Regions from separate parts of the Sus scrofa genome. Here all the other regions are linked to region 1. Evidence: chromatin contacts called from public Hi-C and HiChIP or PLAC-seq data. All regions are on one chromosome and are shown on one strand. Each heading gives the region's core, a stretch centred on a gene start, on an enhancer-like site or on the middle of the called end of the contact. The rest is flanking DNA. Distances are from core to core; before and after follow the strand shown.

Region 1 (3,801 bases), core at 1,004-3,503:
ACCTCTTCTAAGGCCCTCCCCACCCCGCCCCACCCTAGCCCCTGGCCCTTCCCTCCACCTCAGCCCCTCCCTTCACCCCCAGTCCAGCCCTTCCCTCCTCCACCTCCTCTCTGGGTCCCCCACGCTCCTCCCACCTCAGAACATTTTTTCTTTTTTGTTCCTAAGAGTTTTCCACGTGAGATTGGGGGTGGGGCTGGTAAGAGAGGATATACTGCCATTCATCAGAGGTCTAGAGAATGGGCATACTTTTTCCATCTAAGAAATCCCTTATGTTTTCCATCAGAGAAATGGGCAGAGGCCTCTCTCTGGAATCTGGCTGGAGAGATGTCACTTTTCAAGAGAGCATCCCCATCTCTGCAACCACCCCAAAATGGGCGCAGCCTGCTGTGCTCCTTTGTTGGAACTGAGAGGGAATGGAATCTTACCAATAAGGTGAAAAGGACTTGAGAAAATACCAAGGACGGGCCCACCCTTCTCCCTACAAAGCCCTTATGCTAAAAGGGGAGGGGGAAAAAAATGCACCAACAAAGAGTTTAAGATAGTAGTTCCCAGCTTTTTCAAATATGAAGCATTTTTTAACCAATCCATTTTTAATTTTTAAATTCTTGACATTACAGAACTAAACTGAAGTTTATTAACATTCCACTCTTACATTTCTTATCGACAAACAGAAAATTCATGAGCCAAAAACCCAAAACAAAACTAAAAACAGGGAAAAGCTTATAAAACTAAATATGAATCCCAGCATTAACAGCTGAACAGAGAATGTGATTTTTAAATTCTTAGCGGATGATAAAGTTGTGTAGAAACTGAACACTTACAAATTATTTAAAACCTGGAATCACTGACCAGAAATTACACAGTTGGATCATGGGAAAACAGCAGAAAGGGGTTATGAGTGAACCTACACTGTTCTAGCTGCACCCCATGCCCTTCTCAGAGGAAAGCCTGGCATTGATTAGATATTGGGCCAGACTAATACTGGCAGCAGAACCAGTGATAGTAACCTGCCTACCAGAAGAGCCTTCCACTGGATTGGCAATTTTGATCTGGGCCCCGGACATCTGGCGGATCTCATTAATGTTGGCGCCTTGGCGCCCGATTATGCAGCCAATTAAGTTATTTGGAATGGTGAGTTCATGGGTGGTTTGAGTAGATGCATCCAAACTTGCCCAATAGCCTTTCACCTCTGGAGAGCTGGAGTCAATTCCGGCGAATCCGGTCCCGCCGTGCATCATGGCAAAGTGAGACTGTTGTCTTGCCACCTGGTTCAGCTTGGCCAGATCGAGCGGAGAAATGGTGTGTTGTCCTTGAATCGAGTAGGCATCTAGAGGTGTTCCCTCCAGGTCATGGGTGGCATGAGGGTAGCCCGCAGCGTCGCTGCACCGATCTTGGCCGCCCGCGCAGATGACCGGAGAGCTGGCCGGCATGGGCTGGTACGGAATGGTCATGACTCTCCCTTGCGGAGACTGGGAGAGCGTCTCCAGCATGACCAGGCAGATCTGCTTGACACACTCGGTGACAGACTGCGGCACGCCAGCAATGGTGATGGCCCGCTCGGTAGAGTTGGGCAGCATATCCCCCGCCACCTGGACCTGGGCCCCCGTACTCTCGCGGATCTCTTTGATCTTACAGCCGCCTTTCCCAATCAGGGAGCCGCACTGGGTGGCCGGCACCACGAGCCTCAGGGTGACCGGGGGCCTGCTGGCCGCCGTGCTGTTGGTCATGGAGCTGTTGATATCTTCTTCCAGCTTGTCGATGATCATAGCGAAGGCCTTAAAGATGGCATTGGTGGGGCCGGTCAGAGTGATGATTCTCTCCGGACAATTCCCCTCCGAGATGTTGATCCGCGCGCCACTCTCCTCGCGGATCCTCTTAACCGACTCCCCTTTCTTCCCAATAATGCTTCCTACTTCCTTTCCGTGCATAAGCAGCCGAATGGTGAGAGTCACATTTAGTCCACTTTCAGTCACACCGGCATCCATGGCGAGCGGCGGGCGGCGTTCGGGGGAGTTGGGCTCGTTACGTGGTCAAGTCTTTGGTGGCTGGCGGGGGGAGGGGAGGTGTAGGCCCAAAACTGCCGGCGCGAGGCGAGCGAGGGCCGCGGGAGCGAGCGGGCGCGGGAGGGAGGCCGCGGCGTCGTCGCAGGGGCGGGCGGCGGCGGCGGAGGGGGCGAGCGGGGCCGGGAGCGGCGGGCGGGCGGGTGGGCGAGGGCGCGGCGGTGGCGACTCCGGCGGCAGCCTCGGCGGTCTGGGCGGGGCGGGAAGCCCGCTTTCAACCCCGCGTACCCTCTGACCCCGGAAGTGCTTGTGCGCAGGACCCCTTGAAAAAAAAAAGAGGACCCATGGTTTTTAGGTCACAAGATTACGCCAATCCCCATGGAATAGTTTTTTAGAAAACCCTTTTACCAGCCTAGCATTGAAAATAAAGCCCCGGTGGGTAAAAGCTGTGAGTCCGGCAAGGCTTAAAAACGAACATGTATTCTATTAACCCTAGAGGCGCCGGCGGATGATTGGAAATGTAGTGTTGTGAATGACGGTGCGACACATTATTTTTCCTCTCTATAAAAGCGATTTGGACACGGAGCGACTCGGACAGCCCCGGGAGAAACTGCAGGCGGCAGCTAGGACGCCGCGGGTTTAAAACGTGCGCGTGAGGCAGCCAGAGCGCGTGCGCGAGGGTGTGGGGAGGATGGGAGGGGCAACTGTGGTCTTCCGGGGGGAGGGGCGGCGAGGCGAGGCCCGCTGGGCGGGCGCGGGCGCGGGCGCGCGCCGGCGGGCGGGCACGTGGGGCCCCTTCGTCCTCGGCGTCCGGGCGCCCCGCGCCAGCCCCCACCCCCTCCCCGCCACCGCGGAGGCGGCCTGTGAGGAGAAAGGCCGAAAGCCCTCCTGCGCCGCCGCCAAATTCGCGGCTCTACTGATGGTTTCTGGGAAGTGTTAGAAACATGGCCATAAAGAGTATGGCGTCCATTTACATAATGCTTTGTCTGCATTTTGCAACTTTGTTAGACCCGCAGAAACCCCCACCTCCTGCGCAGGTGTTTAGTCGCTGCCACCTTGTCAGACATTTCAGACAGTGGCGTTCATTTAGGGCACCGCATTTACCCGTGCTCGGGGAGTTCCTGCGGTTTTCCCCGCCAAGGTTAAGCTCCCGCTACTGCACATCGGCCTTTTCCCGCATGGTGCAGCCGCCGCGCCGCGCCCGCGCTCTCTGGGGGCGGCCCCCAACCGGGCCCGCCATCTTGGAAGGCCTTTGCTGCCGAGTGTCCAGCCGCGGGTTCCTCTCGCTAAAGAAAGGTCGCTGGGGTGGTTGGTGTGGCAGTTGTGATTTCTGCCCTTTCCCCTTTCCTTTGGCTGAGCCTGACAGAAAAGACCGGGTGCTTAGCGTCCTTCCGGATCCCTGAGAGAAAGCGGCTAACGTGGCGGCCCCTCCGCCCCCTCCTTCGTCCCCGCGGGCGTAGCCGCCATGTTTCCTGAACACAAAATGGCGACACGTGGCCTGGATTCGTCGCCAACGAGAAATTGGGGTCGGCCTGAAAGCTCTAGAACGCGCCCCTCCCCCCTCCCGGCTCCGGATGCCGGTGGGTTGGGGCCTTTCCCGTGCAGCGAGTACTCTTACCAGATAGGAGTGAAACCCTGCAGGCTGGTCCCAACCTCAGCGGGCGAATTTTATTGTAATTTTCAAATTAATTTGAAAGGGGAACGTGAATAAGTGAAATGTGGGCATCATACCGAGTCTCTGCTCATTTCAAGTTTAATAATGGATGATTGTGGGGGCGGGGGCGAGGAAACAGAACCATTG
Region 2 (3,684 bases), core at 744-3,243, 34 kb before region 1:
CCATCCTAATGTTAAAACCCCAGTATAAAAGAATGGGAGATAACTCACATTAATTTTTAAATTGATTACATGTTGAAATAATAGTTTAATATATCAGATTAAGGAATCCAAAATTTTAAATTTTTACTGCTTTAAATTTTTTTTAATGTGGCTACTAGAATAATTTATTTTGGCCAAACCTTCGCTACATCAGTGACCTCAGTCACAGCAGTGACAATGTGGAGCCCTTAACCTGCTGGGCCACCGGGAACTAGAAAATTTTAAATGTGAATCACTTTATATTTTTATTGACAGCAGTTGTAATCACTTTTATCCACTGCTGTCCTTCACTCGGGTAAAGAGTTTTTCTGGTCCCTTGAGTCTTTTCCAATTACATGACTCCGTTGGCTTTTTAATTTTTTTTTTTTAGGCTCACACCTGTGTCATGTGGAAGTTCCCAGGCCAGGAGTCAAATTGGCGCTACAGGTGCCAGCCTACCCTACAGCCACAGCAATGCTAGATCTGAGCCACATCTGTGACCTACACAGCAGCTCATGGCAACATCAGATCCTTAATCCACTGAGCAGGGCCAGGGATCAAACCTACATCCTCATGGATATTAGTCAGATTCATTACCCACCAAGCCACAAAGGGAACTCAATAAATATATATATTTTTGATGTTGTAACCATGGATGTTTATTTCTCAGTGTTTTGAAGGCAGAAATCCAAGATCAAGGTACTAGGAAATTCAGTGTCTAGTGATAGCCCTCTTCCTGACTTACAGATGGTGGACTCTGTTCTTGCTGTGTCTTCTAAGAGCCTCTTGAAAGAAAGCCTGTCTGCTTGTTAAAAATTTGTTGTTAAATTAAAACCTCCAAGAGTTTCCTTCATGGCTCAGCGGTTAACAAACCGACTAGGATCCATGAGGGTGTGGGTTCCATTCCTGGCCTCAATCAGTGGGGTTAAGGATCTAGCACTGCCATGAGGTGTGGTGTAGGTCACAGATGGGGCTTGGGTCCTGCATTGCTGCTGCTGTGACTGTGGTGTAGGCTGCAGCTACAGCTCTGATTCCACCCCTAGGCTGGGAATCTCCATTTACCAGGAGTGTGTTAGTTAAAGAAAAAAAAAAAAAAAAAAGGGCAAAAAAACCCTGAGAAAATAAAACCTCCAGGATTTTGTGGGGTTTTTAAAGTTTGCCTTCCTTTTAGGGTTTTGTTTTTTAGCATGAATTAGTATCATCCTAGGACTTCACTTTTTTGAATATTCTTAGTTACCTCTGCTCTTTCTCATATATGATTTGTCCTATGACCAAGGATGATTTTTGGCATCCTTGTCATCTACATCAGTCTTCTTCAGTGTATGGCTTTGTCTCCCTCAAGTCCCCAAAGACGGAACACAACCATTGCAGACACCCCATAAAGGTCGGAGTTACTGTTTAATGGGTACAAATTTTCAGTTGGGGATGACAGAAAAGTTCTGGAGATGGACAGTGGCCATGGTTGCACAACCATGTGAACGTACTTTAATGTCACTGAACGGTACACTTAATTTGGTTAAATTCGTAAATTTTAGGTTACCTACATTTTACCGCAAAAAAATATATATATATATATATATATATACATATATATATATAATGAAAGGAATGAAGTTCTCAGATGTTACAACATGGGTGGATCCTGAAAACATCATGCTAAACAAAGTAAACCTGACGCAAAAGGCCAAATATGTGCGATTCCCTCCATGAGTTATACAGAAGAGCAAATTTGTAGAGACCGCGAGTAGATAAGAAGTCACGAGGAGCTGAAGGGCGGGAGTGGGGTGGGGTGGGAGCGGGGAAACTGGAGGGATTAAAAACAAAAGGGGTGCGGAGCAAAGGGCTGCTGGAGGGGAGCGGGGCAGCGGCTGGAGGAGAGGGGGCCAGAAGGCCGGCGGCGGGGGTGCGTGGCAGGCGCGCGGGCGTCTTTGTCCCGGACCCGGAAGCGCGGGTCCAAGCGGGGGAGCGCCGCCCCCGAGAGAACGCGGGCCGGGGCGCCCGGCCAGGGCCGACGCTTGGCAGGAACCCAGTCCCCGCCCGCGCCTCCTCCCTTGCCCTTCCGCAAGCGCTGGCGGCGCAGCGCGCTCTCCTCTCTCCCCGTCCTCCTCAACAAAGAGCCCAGAGGAAGCCCCGGCCGCGCGCCTCGCGCCGGCACAGACGCCCACGAGTTGGAAATAACCAGTGGGCGCTCCCATTCGTCTGGTGCTACTGCTCCTGCGCCCTGGACTCCTTGCCTCAGGGTCTTTATCGCCGATCCTGGGTCCTAGGTGGTTTCTGCTTTTGTCTTGCACTTGCTCATTTTTACTGTGTAAGTAGGAAGGATTTCTCCCCCTTCTTCCTTCATCTTCCACTCTCCCAGTATTAACCTATGTACTTCAGTGATTTTCCCCATGACCACGACAAATCAAACACACACACACACACACACACACACACACACACACACACACACACGGCATCTTTTGTTTTCCAAAATGGCATCATAATAGTATACACCACTCTGCATCTTGGTTTTCTAGTACATCATGGAAACCCCAAATCCCGGCAGGGATTCACTCTAATAATGGCTGAGTATTAATCCTTGGCATGAAGGCACCTCGGTTTACTCAATAATTCTGTTGTTCACGCCCTTTCCTTTGTTTCCTGTGTTTTATCACCACAAACGGTGCTCCCTTGAATAGGGAGCCCCCAGGGCGAGAACAATTCCCGCTTTCACCAGTGAGGTCTGAGAGGTCCTTATCCCCAAGACCCAGGAGCATTTTGCTAGCCTGCCGGGTGTCTGTCACTTCATCATGCCTGCTGTCAGAGGTGGGATCCGCCGGCGACCTCCCTCCATTTTCCTCCTTTCCACCCTTTTTCTGCTGAAGGTCTTTTCTCCTCCCTTGCAAGACTAACTTCCTCCTGAGCCTCAGAGCTCTCTCCTCCTCCTTCTGGCCGGGTTTCACCTAACCCCTCCCCCTCACATTTTCAATTTCATCCTCCCAAGGTGCTCAAGTCTCCCCTTCCTAATGAAAAAAAATAGTCTGTTTGTTCCTTGTGGTATTTCCTACTTCTTTCCTTCCATTTTCTATACAACTTGAAAAACTTTTTTCTAATTATTTTGCTATTAGATATTACATGGCCATGGTTCATAATCCAAAGGTATAATTAATATAAAACGGAGAGACAACAGACTCGTGTCTGCTAACCACCCATTTTCCTCTCCCAAAGCCCTGACTAATACCACTGCCTTGTGTGTTTTTCCAGAAGAATTATAGCGATGTATGTATCTTGCACAAACAGTAGCCAGAGGAGGGGACTGCTCTTCAATGCCACAGGACTTAGAGAAACTACCTGCCCCTTCTTGCTCCTCACCGACTTCTCACCCCCTCTCCCCTTGGGCTCTTCTCACATGACTGAAGCTGCCTTCTCTGAAGGGCTGGAAACTCAGGTCCAGTCCCTTCCTCTAGATTGCCTCCCATTATCAGATCAAGTGCTGGGTCCTGGCAGTGTGACCTTTGCAGTATTTATTTCTCTGATCCCTCCTCTTTGTTCCTACCACTCCTCCTTCTTCGGGTTTCATCTGTCACCTTGCCAGGCCACTGCAGTAGCTTCCTGGCTGTCTCCCAGGCTCTGACACTAATCCCTCATCCTGCTGCTAGTCTTTGATCCAGGAAGCCATAGCAA
Region 3 (4,092 bases), core at 109-2,608, 56 kb before region 1:
TGGCCCTAGCCGAGTACTGTACCCACTCCTAGACACCTTTGGGACACCATCAGCCTTGACCTCATTTCAGACTCTACCCATGCTATCAGAGTAGAGTGGTCCTAGTGCTCTTCAAACTCTGTACCCACCCATATACACACTCATCTGTATCATCCCCTGCATATCTCCTCCATTAATTGTTGGAATCTTACACTTCTGGGGACTGCCCAGCTACTGCCTTTCCATGCTGCAGCCACTTTGTATTCTAGTGTGAGCAGCACAAAACCCTTCATGTCTACGCAACTTTCTGTTGCACAGACTGATCATCCTCAGACTGAGTGTATTAATGGGTCTGAGAGAGAATCCATCTTAACTCCTCCAGGCAACATGGCTGGGCCCCTAACGTAATGGGCATCATGAGGACAACTTATTACTCCTATACCTAGAACACTTCGATTCACACCTGCCTCTACCAGAACTATCATCTCAACAGCTTGCTACTACTATTTGGAAGAATGACAGGCCACCCAAAAGTCCAGAAAATCTGACTCCCAAGAACTACCCACCTAAGTGAAGGTTTATAAGCCTGCCACCTGGCTTTCTCAAGGTACCAGATGCTATCAGCCCTGTGACTTTCTGGGCCAAGCCATTTCCAGTCACAAAAATTCACTCCATCTTTCACTGATTCCTGTTACATCTGGTCTGCTAATAACCTGCCCTTCCCTCCAACCCACATGTGCACACACTTGCATCCACACCAGCCCTGAGGCCTGGCCATATATAGTACAACCTGTGTATGTCATCCCAGGGGCACTCTTGTCACTGCCTGATCTGCCCTCTATTACAAGAACCCAGAGAAACCCTACTCCATCTGCTGAAGATGGGGGAATGGGCAGGGGCTGCCTTCCTCCAGTTCTTTGAATTAGGGACTGTCTCAAGCATAATACACACAAAAGTCACCTACAAAGAACAGCACTTGTGTCTACTTTTTTGGTGACTTATCCCAAGTTGGACTTGCTTAACCCCCTTAACCTAGTTCTTTCTTTTGTTAGTCTCTCAGATTGATTTCCTACTTTTCTTCCTTTGCATCTTGTGATATTTTTTGGTACTCCTTATATGATCCTCTTTTAAAACCTCCTTAAGTACCCTGCTCCCTGTCTGCCTGCCCTTCCACCATCCAGCTCTGCAAACTCCCTTCGTATCTTTCTACCATCCCACCTGCTTCACCAAGGGATTGGGATGGCGTTTATAAGATGGAAGAAATGCTGCTGGACTGCAGACTGCACTTTGGGTTGCAGGACCTAATACCTGTGCTGGTGCTGACCGCTACCTTTCGCGACTATTAACGGGAGAGGGCAGTGCTGCAGGCGGTGACCTCCGCAGTTAGGGGCCCTTAAGAGTAGCTATGCATTTCAAGGGAGTGTAATAGCGTGAGCTGCTTAAGGTGCGCTCCTGCCAAGTTGACCCAACACGTTCCTACGAACTAGTTCTAATCCCACGATACAGAAGTACAAAAAGTGTCTTCATCCATGTATGTTCCCTGAGGTTTTTCGCCATTCTCCCCAGCCCACCGTCCTACGGTTCAGATTTTAACCCCTGGGTTCAACGCCCCAACCCGTCAACACACTCTGCTACCCACTTACCAGAGTGGATAGCAGCAGAGCCATCTCAGACAAGCTATTTAACCCTCTGAGCCACAGTTTCCTCAGCTGGATATTATGCAGGGTAAATAAGATACTGTCTGAAACGCTTGTTATATACTAGCTATTATCCTTTCACCTATTGTTCTGCACTTCTCTCTTCTACCGTGTTTTTCTAACTTAGCTTTGGTGCTTTTTGTACCTCCCTAAGAACTTTGGGCTTAAAACCACAGCAAATCTCAATTTTGATTTAAGTAAAAAAAAAAAAAGGCTGGAAGTAAATATGAAGAGTATTGCTATTCCTTTTCTTCATATATTTTCTTCCCCCCCCACTTTGTTTTTCCTTTAAAGACCAATTTAACCCATTCGATACAAGGAAAGGTTACAATCTTAAAACAAGGAGCGAAATAATCAAGTTTCCACCCTGTGCTTAAAAGGAGACGATAAAGATGCGCAGGCGCGCAGAGCGAGGGCCGGTCACGCGGCGGTCGCCCCCTCGGCTCCAAGAGCTGACGTCAGTCACGTTCTCCTCTCGCCCGCGTCGACGCTTCCGGCCGGTTTGGGCTTTTCTTCCACCAGGCGGCGCTGCAGGACGTTGTGTGGCTGACGCCTCCTGCGCAGGCGCATTGAATTCCCGGACACGTCACCACCTTCGCGTCTTTTCTGGAGAGCGCGGGAAGGCGAGAACAGGAGGGCGGTGACGTCACCGGGGTTCCCCGCGTGGCACGCGGGGGCGGGGGGGTTGGGGACGTGGCGCGCGGCGTGGGGGTGGCGCCGAGCGCAGGCTCCGCTGGGGCTGACGGGGCCGCGCCTACTGCCGACTCTCCGGCGCTGCCTCGTGACCCGCTGTGGGGCCCGGGCGGGCCAGGGCGGCGGGCCGAGCTGCGGGAAAGGTGCTGACGGGGCGGGCTCGGAGAGGAGGGGTTCCGGCGGCCCAGCGCGAGACTCCTGAGGTCGTTAGCCGGCTAGGTCGCCCAGGCGTAACCTAGCCGCCTTCAGACCCGCTGGGAGGCCGGGCACCGACTTCCTGGTTCGGGCCGACGGAGCTTGGACTCCGACCCGCGGGTCCGCGGGAGCAGCGGGCACGTGGGGCCCAGGCCGCACCCGGAGCTTCAGAAAGCGCGGCTTGGCGGGGAGGGAGCAGCTGCGTCCGGGCTCCTCCCCGCCTGCCTGGTATTGGCCGTGTTTCGCCCTAGCGGTGCGGCGGGATGGGGAGTGAGGGGGAGCGTGGGCTCCTGCTGGCCTCTTACTGTTTGCCCTGAGAGAGTCATTCAGTACTTCTGTCGGTTTTCTCCTTTGCAAAATATCCTCCACTCTGCAGACTTAACTAGTCTGTGTCTAGCACGTGGCAGATGGTTAGTCAAAATATAAAAAATTATTTTTTCCCACTCAGCTCCACTGGGTCCTTAGAGTCACTTGGCAGGGGCATTAATCCCTGGGTAGTCCGTAGAACAAAAGGCTTTGTACGGTTCTGTGTCCTGGTACTTAGTGGACTGAAGCTTCCCTTTTCTTAGCATGAGTTCCAAGTCCTGCCTGTGGCTTTGGAAGAAAAGGTGGCAAATGACTCATCGATGACCTGACGAGTTGAACCTGGGGCCTGATCAGAATTTGGGGGAGGGTGGTGATGGGAATTTTCTCTGGGCCCCAGCACCTGTGATACTACTTAACTGAGAGGCTGTGGGATTTCCGGCTGGGAGCCCTGTCTAGGGCACACACTGCTTTGAGGCACCCTTCAGTCTCTCCTCTAGCTGCCCCTTCCCAGAGTTTTTCATCTCATGCTGCATTGCTATAGCCAAGATACCTTTCCTGGGATGGCTTGAGACCTGGGGACAAGCTAGCCTCCTGTAGCTTATAGGAAGCTGATCTCAGAGTAACAGAATACAAGATTTTTTTCTTTTCTTTTCCTTTTAGGACCATGCCTGTAGCATATGGAAGTCCCCAGGTTAGGGCTCAAATCAGAGCTGCAGCTGCTGGCCTTTGCCACAGCCACAGCAATGTGGGATCTGAGCCATGTCCTCTACCTGCACCACAGCTCTTGGCAGTGCCAGATCCTTAACCCACTGAGGCCAGGGATGGAACCTCATGGATACTAGTTAGGTTCTTAACCTGTTGAGTCAGAGTGGGAACTCCAAGACTGTCTTCTGGAAGGAAGAAAACTAAAGTACTTGAAGTACTTATTTAGCACGTGTCAGGAACTGTATTTGCCTTTTCACACGTCGTCTCATTAGATTCCCACAACTGGTCTTGTGAGCTTGGTGGAATTATCATCCCTTTATATAGAGGAGGGAACTGTGGTTCACAGTTTACAGAAAGAATATGGTAGAGCAAGTGCTCTCAGAGGTACTAAAGTTCCATTGCAGGGCTTTGGGCAGAAAGAGTCAGTACCTAGTCAGCCCTTTTCTCAGGTATGAGGTGCTGAGGACTATCCTAGAGGGTATGAGTGAAGGTGTATTACACTAAAGCCTTCCTCTCT

Evidence for each region. A called contact is a pair of places that touch in the nucleus more often than the background predicts. HiChIP or PLAC-seq counts read pairs in DNA pulled down with a chosen protein or histone mark.
Region 2: a Hi-C map of skeletal muscle shows a contact between it and region 1, with 9 times the contacts expected there. The contact joins the enhancer-like site here to the promoter of PCBP1 in region 1. A contact is called at or near these places in 2 of 5 promoter capture datasets (fetal liver and liver), 25 of 47 Hi-C or Micro-C datasets (alveolar macrophages, blood, brain and 13 more) and 2 of 2 datasets of contacts at active chromatin or transcription factors (alveolar macrophages and skeletal muscle).
Region 3: a contact with region 1 is called in an H3K27ac HiChIP or PLAC-seq map of skeletal muscle. The contact joins the promoter of ASPRV1 here to the promoter of PCBP1 in region 1. A contact is called at or near these places in 3 of 5 promoter capture datasets (fetal liver, fetal skeletal muscle and liver), 32 of 47 Hi-C or Micro-C datasets (adipose tissue, alveolar macrophages, blood and 16 more) and 2 of 2 datasets of contacts at active chromatin or transcription factors (alveolar macrophages and skeletal muscle).

Annotation. Positions count from the first base shown.
Region 1 is chr3:72,378,111-72,381,911 of Sscrofa11.1, forward strand. PCBP1 (poly(rC)-binding protein 1) reads right to left here and starts at 2,254. Exons shown (of 1, transcript XM_003125057.4): 1 at 533-2,254. The coding sequence starts at 1,985. The coding sequence ends at 915. All of the region lies in intron 3 of ASPRV1 (retroviral-like aspartic protease 1), which reads left to right.
Region 2 is chr3:72,344,863-72,348,546 of Sscrofa11.1, forward strand. All of the region lies in intron 3 of ASPRV1 (retroviral-like aspartic protease 1), which reads left to right. Among named protein-coding and RNA genes, the nearest start is that of ASPRV1, 23 kb to the left of the region's middle. Within about 2 kb of position 1,994, at least 70 of the 83 cell types and tissues checked have an H3K27ac peak or open chromatin away from gene starts, as enhancers often do. A contact at or near this core is called in alveolar macrophages, brain, epiblast stem cells and 8 more, where this site is marked.
Region 3 is chr3:72,322,600-72,326,691 of Sscrofa11.1, forward strand. ASPRV1 (retroviral-like aspartic protease 1) reads left to right here and starts at 1,359. Exons shown (of 13, transcript XR_002342602.1): 1 at 1,359-2,512.